Regions from separate parts of the Mus musculus genome. Here all the other regions are linked to region 3. Evidence: chromatin contacts called from public promoter capture Hi-C data. All regions are on one chromosome and are shown on one strand. Each heading gives the region's core, a stretch centred on a gene start, on an enhancer-like site or on the middle of the called end of the contact. The rest is flanking DNA. Distances are from core to core; before and after follow the strand shown.

Region 1 (3,143 bases), core at 31-2,530, 830 kb before region 3:
AGGTGGCCATACCTATAATCTGAGCTCTCAGGGAGCAGAGGTTCAGAACTTCCAGGTCAGTCCAGGCTCCAGGATTTTCTGTTCCGGGAATAAAACAAACCCAGCCAAACCAAAACAACAACAAACAAACAATCAAACACCCACGGGGAAAAAAAAGAAACCAAAACAAAGCCCAAACAAGCCCAACAGCCACCCAGTAATTGTTTCTTGTGAGATGTGGAAGTAATTTGTTTGTTTGTTTTAAATCGATGTTGGTGAGTTTACAGTGAAGAAAGGACAGTCTGGGCATGGGGCCCATGCCTTTAATTCCTTCACTTGGAAGACAGAGACAGATGGAACTCTTGTGAGTTCAAAGCCAGCCTGGTCTACAGAAGAATTTCTAGGATAGCCAAGGGTATATAATAGAGAGACCCTGTCTCAAAAACAGAACAAAAAAAAAAAAAAAAAAAAAAAAAGAAAGGACAGAACAACAAATTCTCTGCTTTCACAGACAAAGCAGGAAGCAGAAGGAGAGCGGGGAGCATTTTATGGTGTTGACTTGAGGACAGTTTTAATGTGAAAATTAGAATATAAATTTAATACTATATAGTATTAGAATTCCGTTTCTTTCGGTTCTCCAGAATTTGGCTAAACCGAATTATGTCGAAGATGTGTGCACACACACCCCACAACACAGGGTACTGGAAAGGGGTGGGATGCAAAACAGATACAAGAGGAAGAGTCCAGAGCTTAAGAGAAACGCCATCATACACACACACACAGACACAGACACACACACACAGACACACACACAGACACACACACACAGACACACACACACACACACACACACACACACACACACACACACACACACACACAAGCGCGAGTGAGGCTGGGGAGAGGTAGCATATAAGAAAAAAGATGCTAGAGTCGAGGAAGAGTCCAGACCTCAGAAAGTGACAAGCTCAGAGGCAGCGCGAGACTCCATAGGAGTGAGCTTACGGGAACCGCCTGGCCTCTTGCCTGCCAGCACCAAAGGCACTGTGGCCACAGGCCAGGCGGGTGGCCCGGGAGGAGGTGGGACAAGTTTCTCCACTCGGGGCGCGACAGCGCTCGAGACACGGGCGGGGCGCGTCGCCCGCTCCCGACAGGGCGTTGGGGCCGGTGACTCAGAGCTTTCCTCCCGGCCCCGCCCTCAGACGACCACGCCCCACCTCGTTAGCCACGCCCCGCCCCGTTGGCCACGCCCCATGAGGAGGAGCCTCGCCTTCATCTCCGCCCCAGTCTCGGGGCGGGCCGGAGTCTGAGGAAGAGGAAGGGGACGAGGACAACGAGCGACGGGCGGCGGAGGACGCGGAGGAGGAAGGGGAGGCCGACCAACAAGATGGCCCCTGCTGCAGGAGCAGCCTCAGCAGCAGCAGGTGGGGGGCTGGAGGCGGCGCTGGCGGTGGCGGCTACGGCCGTGGTCCGGCGGCCTGGGACAGAGTCAGAGTCGATGGTGGCAGCGGCGGCGGCGGCGGCTGCCGCGACGGTGGCGACGGCCGCAGGGACTCGGAGCTGAGAGGAGCTGCTGCTCGGACCAGAGCGGTGAGCAAGTGGCGGTCGGCAGTGTGGGGAGCGGGGCGGCCGCGGCCGAGAACAATAGGCAGCGACTGCGGGGATGGGGCTGTCCTCACCCGCCCTGCGCTCGGGACCGGCCCCAGGGCTTGTCAGTGGCCGGCGTCCTTTAGGCCTCAGGCCTCCGCGTGCCTCCCGGAGGGCCTGCCGGGGTAGGTAGGCCGAGGGGCGGTGCGGACGCCGCCCTGGACGCCGGGAAGGCTGGGGAGGCTGGGGCGGGAGCGGGGGGTTGGGGGGGTCCGAGGCTGACTGGTTCCGAGGTCCCTCGGAGGACAGCGGGCGGGCGGTGAGTTTGCTCGCAGGAAATGTTGTTTGGACCCCTGTCTGTGCGGTGGGGGAGGGAGTAGGCGCCTGTAAACAGCCGCCGCTCCTGCCTAGCTGCCAGGCGTGGCTGCTCCCTCCCCAGCCCCCTTCCTCCCTTGGCCAAGTGGGTTTTAGGGTGTCGGTTTCCCAGGAGTTCCTGGAGATAAACCCTATTGGCCAAGACGAAACCATGTGCAGGTGCCTTTTTCAAAAAGACTATAAGTGTACAACAACAAAAACACACAAAATGTGGTTGTTGGTAAAGGATGGAGTAGTAAGGGGTGGACCTTTCCTAACAAGGTTCTAAACATCAGGTCTCTGTAAACACCACGGTACTCACATCCCAGGTCCGAGGGAGCTAGCCGAAACAAGGGCTCTTTTTGAAGCAGCAATAATGTAACTCTTGACATCCCAGAATAGTCCGTGAAACTGGAAACAAAGCCACTTATTGGCAGCACGGAGACAGATTGTTAAGGTTTGAGCGGAACTTTTCTAACTAGCCATTTTGAATTGTGTACAGCAGAGGCGATATCATTAACCTCTTTGGTATCTGCTGGAAGCACTTAGGACAGAGAAGTGGTTCATCTGTCTCCCTTAGGAGTTCATGTGTCTGTCTCATATTCTAATCATTTTTTTTCCAGTTTGTCCCAAAATTTGGAGAAGATTCTTTTTTCTCTGTTTGAAATTTCATATTTAAAGCCTACTTTCTAAGATTTCCAATACTTTTAGCCTGCCGTTATGCTTGCCTGTGAATCCTAGCACTCAGGAGGCTGAGGCAGAGTATCCTGATTTGACAAGACTTGTATCAAAAAACTAATTCAGCCAACAAAATGCCAGACAATAGAAACTTTTACTGATAGTTTTCAAAAAACAAAAACCAGTTGTGGTTCTGTTTTAAGTGGCTAGGCTTAGGATGAGACACCTCATTTTATGTTAGTATGCTATACTGCAATAATATCTTTATACTTAAAAGTTAGCTATTTCTCCTAAATGTAATTTTTCTAGGCATTTACCACATACATTTTCAAATGGAGGGGGAAGAGGTAAATTTTATTCCATTTTCTACGTGGGTATGCAGAAAAATTATTAAAAAGCTTGAAAGCATTCAAGAAGACTGCTTAATATTCACTTTCAGGATCTATCTAGGGGTCTTTGTGTTTCTTCCTTTCCTTTTATTGTTTTGGAGACGTGGTCTTGATGTAGCCCAGGTTGGGCAGGAATTAACAGTCTTCCTGTCTTAG
Region 2 (3,171 bases), core at 582-3,081, 940 kb before region 3:
ACAGCCATACCTTTTGCACTTGTTTGTATATTTGCTATTTTCCTCAATAATATTGGAGCTTCCTACCTTATTTGCAGCTTCCCAGAGCACAAATTAAGCTTTCCAACATGCTCACAGATAAGCCCTGAACAATCACATCTATTTCTCCCCAGGTGGTTTAGTATATTAAGAGTACATCTTGAACTAATTTAATATGGTCATCAATCTAACTCAAAGTCTTAGCTAGCTTCCCAAGAAGTACATTTTGTAGTAACATATACTATATTAAATTCATCTAGCCTTTCTCCTTTCAACCTCAGTGTCAGTTTCATATAGAGAACACAACTAAGACAATGAATCACAGGCCAATTTCCCTTTCCAGGCAGCTTGTAAACTAGTATTTTCCACGAATAGAATCCACTTCCAATTTGACTACAAACTTCATGTCTGTACCTCCTGATCACGATTACTGGACATTCTACAGAAGTGCAGCGGCTGCCAAATGTAAACACTACTACAAGAAAAGTCTTAAGGTTTTCAGGAAATTGTGTTCTCTGAATTGTGACAGTCAACTATCTACCTCTTCTCATACACAAGAAAATTTAGATGCATTAAAATCATCTAAACTGTCCATTGGAAAAAAAAATGCATGCTTTGACATCTGTTTCCAAACAGCACTAAGCAGGTCAAGCAAGCCCTTACCATTAAAGGTTAGCGGTTCATTTAATTTGCATACCATCGGTTCTGAAAAAACGATCGCCTAAATTCGAGTCTTTTTCTGATATAACCAACTCTGAGAAGTCCAAAAAGAATATATAAGCACCTGAACGAAACTGTCTTGAGACCACAAATGAACTTCTCAGTTCAGCCTTCCTTGCTCCTGGCCACCTCCCCAATGGCCAGTGGCCCCTTTCCACATGCTGACGCACTGCCCAGCCCTGCACCGTTGGCGATCCGAGCAAAGTACCAGCTCGGTCTCAGAAACTTTGACTCAGTTATCAGGACACGGAGGACAACATGCGCGTGGGTGTGGATGAGTGTCTGTCGGGGCCCACGCGGTCAACTTTGAAGCGGGGCATTCCTGGCAGGTAGAGATCTGCCCAAAAAACAGCCTATCCCAGACAGCAAAACCACAAGCATCGCCAGCAGGAACGGAGCAAAGTGCGCGGGGCGGAGGAAAGGGAAGAGCGAGGGAAGGACACGGGATCCAACCGACGCTTTCAAGTGGGTAAGAAAATAAACCTGTCCACACGCCCCCCCGGACTCGGGGTTGCTGGGACTGCGAGCCCAGCAGCAGCCACATCCCGGCCACCGCCGGCGGGGGCGGCGGCAATGTCAGGAGGGCACACTTGGAGGCGGCGGCCGCCCAAGCCACCACCCGGCCCCAGGTGAGGGGCGCCAACCCCGCCTCCCGCCCGGCCGCCCCACCGCGACGAGCCAGCCACACGGAGAACCCGGGTGTCCCGGAGGCGGCCGACGGTGCTGAGCCCGCCGGATGCCTTCCGCCCCGCTCCAGCATCCCGGTCCCGGGCCGGGCCTCGCACCCCGACCCTCTCTGAACCAGCCGGGTCCACCTCAAAACCCCCCGGAGCGCGGCTCCCAGCCGTCAGGCCGCCCTCGAGCCCCCCTCGAAGGCCGCTTTCACCTCACCTCACGTCTCCGCGGCCGTGCCGGAACAACAACTCTGTCAGACGCCCGAGTCCCACCCGCCGCCCAGAGCTCTGCGGCCGGGCCCGTCCCGTTCACTCCGCCGCGGCCGAAGCCCAGGGAGGGCGGAGGGAACGGGGCGGAGGGAGCGGGCTGGGGAGGGGAGAGGACCGCACGGCAGGAAGAGGCGAGGGAGGGGGCGGACTGAGGAGGAGGCGGTCGGCGGGAGCGCGCGCGCCCGGCCCCTCGGCGCGGCGTGCGCGCTCCCGAGGGCGGAGGTGCCTTCTCTGCCTAAGTCGGCGGCGCGCGCGCGCGTCCACAGGCTCGCTTGACTCGGCTTGGCCCCCCCAACCCTGAAAGCGCGGAGTACAAACCTGAGCAGAGGGCAGAGGGCGAGCTAGGAGAGCGGAGGCACGCGAGGACCTCCTCCAGCACGCGTGCTGGTGCCTGGCAATCATCCCCAGCACTGACTGAGTTCTAAGTCCCTTTTGGGGAGATTCTTTCTTAACAAACCTGTTTTACATATTTCCATTCCGTGAGGCCAGTAAGTCACCTCGGAGGACTAACTTTTCCACCGGGACTCTTTGTCCTTTGAAGGTGCTTGGAGGCATCCCCCTTCATTGATTCTTCCAGACTCAGACTACATAGGAAAGCGCTAACCCAACGGTAAAGGCATCCCGGGTCTCACCTTTTAGCCTTTCAGAGAGTAGATTTTGGAGGACAGATAAACTAAAGTATTTACTTTCTGCCACAAATATTGTACTAATTTTTGAACTGTGAATTTTTTCCTTTCTAGATCAAGCAGCCAGAAAAGACCTGTACATTCCTTGAATCTCATAAGAACTTTTTTTCTCAGGTTTATGGCACAAATATGTGTACCCTTAATCTGTGAAATATTTTAGAGATTCTAGAGGGACCTGTTCACCCATTTCTGTGCCTTTCATGATGAATCCTACCTGGCTTATAGAAAGTATCCGTTCAGTAAATATTACTGTTTGAATTGAATGTGTCCAGAGATTGGACCTCTAGAGTAGCTTCTTGAGTTGAAAGTTCTCTTTTCTTATAACACTTCAATTGGTCTGTCATTATTGTCCACCCAGATCCAAAAGCTACCCTGTAACATTTGTCAAAGGACCTTCAAACCCAAGTTTCTTTTCTCCTTTTTCTTAATGTTAATGCCTACAGATGCTGTGTCATAGCAAAAGTGTTCCAACTCATTCGGGTTTCCCCTCCGTGTTAGGTCCTTCCCAGAAGGTATTTTTGTTAAGCTCTGTACCCTGAGTAGACCTCCTAACCAGAACCTGACTCAATGCTTTAAGTTTGATACCTAATAAAGTTAGGATCTAATTAACACAAATCATCTGTTGACTTCCACGTTTGCAGAGTCTCATTGTAAATATACGAGAAGTAGATACTGAGCCAGGCTCTATGAGAAAATCAGCACACGAAAAGGCCATACATAGCATTTGCCTTCAGGTATCTTCTAAACAAAGCGAAGTTATTTGACAAAGGGGACAATGAAGGCTAGGACTTAGCTCACTTTCT
Region 3 (3,166 bases), core at 406-2,905:
TATTCATTCTTGTGTGCATGCATGTGCACACATACATGCATTGAAAGCCAGAAGACAACCTCAGATCTCAGGGTATGGTCATATTTTTGAGACTCAACCTGGCTTGGAGCTTGCCATGTAAGCTAAGCTGGCTAGCTAGCAAGTCACGGATGTCTGCCTATCTCTACCTCCCCAGAGCTGGAGTTACAAGCATGAGCTACGACAACCAAGACTTTATTTATACGTGGTCTTCTAGGACTCAAATTCAGGTTTTCTTAACCTCTGAGCTATCTCTCCAGCCCTCATCCATATTTTTGTAATCCTTGCAAGTAATGCAATGCAAATAATATTCATCAAGATCCACTTATGCTCATCATCACGGAAGTCACAACATTCAACCCACCAGTTATTGCTAATGGGGTGTGTGTGTGTGTGTGTGTGTGTAATCATGAATATTTTGAAAACCGTATTTCAATATAACTGGCTCCTTTGTAACCCTGCACTTTGCTCTCTATGAGGCACTGTTCTGAGGAAAGGTTTTTGAGCTTCATCCCATTACCAACAGCTCCTCGTCAGCTTGACATAGTTTCAGTGAGTAGATTTTTCTAGAATTTTCTAGCCATTTGGTCACTTCTCACAGTGACTCTAGACTCTCCCCAGCAAGTCCATACCTGTAATCTAGACTTCATGCCACACCTGGTAATCAAGACTCCCACCAAGACTCCCACCTAAAACAACACGCACCGGGTGCTTATACAATGTGAGTTTGACACCTTATAGAAAGAGGTTTACGGAGCTACCACCTGCCGGATCTCGCACGGCACAGCGGTTTCGTATGTCCCTCTGCTAAACCTAGTGTGCTCCAGCATATGCTACTGTGTAGTTCCTAAGGACTGCCAGTGACAGGCCAAGTACCTGAAAGTAGTGGGAAATTCTCCTTTGTGAGGTAGGAGCAAGTTTTATACCCTTACAAAATGCAGAAGTCTTGAATAGCTGAGTGGTTAATTACTGTCTCCTCTCCCCCACCCCCCAACCTGGCTGCTCTTTGTCTCTTTCTCTCTTGCCTTCCAACATAGACTCTGCAAGGCATAGGCAGCAAAGATTCGTCAGGGCTGGATTGATGGAGAGTATGATCTCTTGCTCCTTCTCAGCATCAGGTGGGTTTAACTCTTAAAGAAAGAACCACAGTCTGCCCGAGGTGGTCCTGCCATGACTCAGACTCCAAGGAGCGATGTTAAATTGAAATTCTAGAACAGACATGCAAATAGGTTTCCTCTTGAGTGCCCAGCATCCCTGTGTCACCCGTGGGAGTCGCTGGCCGAAACGTAGAATGAGAAGAATCTCAACAAGAAGAAATGCCACAGTGAACTGACAGTGCTCATCGAGGCTATGAAGGTGACGACATACGTCACAACGTGTCATTTACATGCTTGAGGAAAGCATAGCAGCTGCCAGAGGAGGTGCCACCTACGTATTTTCATGAAAAAAAAAAATCACTGGAAGGGGAACCATGAAAGAAAGCTAGACCCCAAGAAACCTTCTGTTTACTGGCTGGCTCTTCACACTCAATGGGCCTCGAAGATGTCACCCGTTCTGGTCAAATGGCTCAGTATCATGAGCTTTCTAATAGGCAAGAGACTTAAAAGCATAATGACAACAACTAACCCACTTGGAAACGCCCTTGTCATGACTAGCTGATCAAATGAAACTCTGAGTCCTTTTCTAGACCGCATCAACAGTGTCACTCACGATGGGCAAAAAGATCTCAACAGTTCACCTTAAAAAAAAAAAAAAAATTACCCATAAGACCCAGAAACCAGCGACTGCTCTAACGCAAGCACTCCGGCACCGGTGGCCTCAGCTGCTTCGTCTTTCTAGTCATAGTGCCCTTTTGAGCAAGGGTCACTCTTACTCCTAAGAGGAAAGTCGATCTGACTCACTTTCAGAAACTGAAAGCACACTGTGTCCACAAGAGCCGGGACGCTTACTGTAAAACCACAAAACCACATCAGAATTCTTCAGCTGCTCAGGAAGGAAAAGAGTCAGTGGGCCGAAAAAAAACCTCATCCAGACTTCTCCACACTTCGCCCTCCAGAGGACTCACGGGCTTTGCTAAGAGACTGGGAGCCAAGAACAGATTTCCGCAGCCAGTGTAGACTGGGCCTCCGGCTTCTGTTACTGAAAACAGGAGACAATGGCCCAAGGCTCCTTCGGGAAGCAGCACAGCTTTGGTTTTATTGACTCTTCCCTCTTTCTTGTCATTTTCTTCCCCAAATATCCATCCCAGGTCTAAATGTCTGTTACTCAGTTAGTTTGTGCTAGCTGGTATGCCGAGATTAAGAGTGGGACTTTGCTCTGGATCGGGTTCTTTCAGGATTCCAATAGGATGCTTTAATAATTTTATTCTATGGTTGTGTGGAGAACAAACCCAGGCTGACACTTTCATTGGTGAGGTAGCAGGAATCATTGACATTAACAAGAAGGATAACGGATTCCTCTTGACTATCCACCCCTCTTCCCTCAACCCTTCCGGTCCACGACTCAGGGGGCAAAATCCGAATCTTGTGATTTCACGGTTTTCTGCTGCCACCTGGTGATGGCTTACAACCAAGCAGTGGTTCTCAATCTTCCTAATGCTGAGACCCTTTTACACAGTTCTTCACACTATGGTGACCACCTCCCAGCCATGAGTGTATTTCGTCGCTATTTCATAAATGTAATTTTGCTACTGTTGTGAATTGTAATGTAAATGCCTGATATGTAGGGTATCCGTGACCCCCCCCCAAGGGGTCGTGACCCACAGGTTGAGAACTAGAGTTTCCGCAGCCTGAATTTCTGCCATCCTCAGGCTGGCACACGGGGAAGACAAAATGGAAGATCCCAGACCACTCTATAAGCACCCTGAACCCCCAGAGGAAGCCTGGTGGCAAGATTATAGGATAACCCTCACCTCTTTTCTCTCTCCTGTGTCTGCTTAGCCCAGGTAGTTACTACAGATGGAGGACGGGTGATAGAGGAGAGCCCAACTCTTCCCCATGCACCTCTAGAGAGACCGCAGAGGAAATCAGAAAAGAAAAGGTCTGGACCTCTAGAAGAACTACAGCAAACTCACTGAGGTCGGAGCAGCAGAAGTCACATTCTGTCCCTGTAATTCTGTCTAGAGTTGGTTTTGAGAAGTGAATCCAGG

What was found. Promoter capture Hi-C pulls out the DNA fragments that hold promoters and counts their contacts.
Region 1: a contact with region 3 is called in a promoter capture Hi-C map of pre-B cells, with 5 times the contacts expected there. The contact joins the promoter of Rc3h1 here to the enhancer-like site in region 3. A contact is called at or near these places in 2 of 39 promoter capture datasets (cranial neural crest and pre-B cells) and 1 of 115 datasets of contacts at active chromatin or transcription factors (embryonic midbrain).
Region 2: a contact with region 3 is called in a promoter capture Hi-C map of pre-B cells, with 6 times the contacts expected there. The contact joins the promoter of Rabgap1l here to the enhancer-like site in region 3. A contact is called at or near these places in 3 of 39 promoter capture datasets (the 3T3-L1 cell line, the HPC-7 cell line and pre-B cells) and 2 of 115 datasets of contacts at active chromatin or transcription factors (embryonic forebrain and pro-B cells).

What each region holds. Positions count from the first base shown.
Region 1 is chr1:160,905,131-160,908,273 of GRCm38.p6, forward strand. Rc3h1 (RING CCCH (C3H) domains 1) reads left to right here and starts at 1,281. Exons shown (of 20, transcript NM_001024952.2): 1 at 1,281-1,569.
Region 2 is chr1:160,791,107-160,794,277 of GRCm38.p6, forward strand. It overlaps Rabgap1l (RAB GTPase activating protein 1-like), which reads right to left and starts at 1,832. Exons shown (of 21, transcript NM_013862.5): 1 at 1,630-1,832. It overlaps Gm37083 (a long non-coding RNA gene), which reads left to right and starts at 789. Exons shown (of 3, transcript XR_003948752.1): 1 at 789-1,207.
Region 3 is chr1:161,733,101-161,736,266 of GRCm38.p6, forward strand. No RefSeq gene overlaps it. Among named protein-coding and RNA genes, the nearest start is that of Gm31869, 33 kb to the right of the region's middle. Within about 2 kb of position 1,656, at least 158 of the 459 cell types and tissues checked have an H3K27ac peak or open chromatin away from gene starts, as enhancers often do. A contact at or near this core is called in the HPC-7 cell line, pre-B cells and pro-B cells, where this site is marked.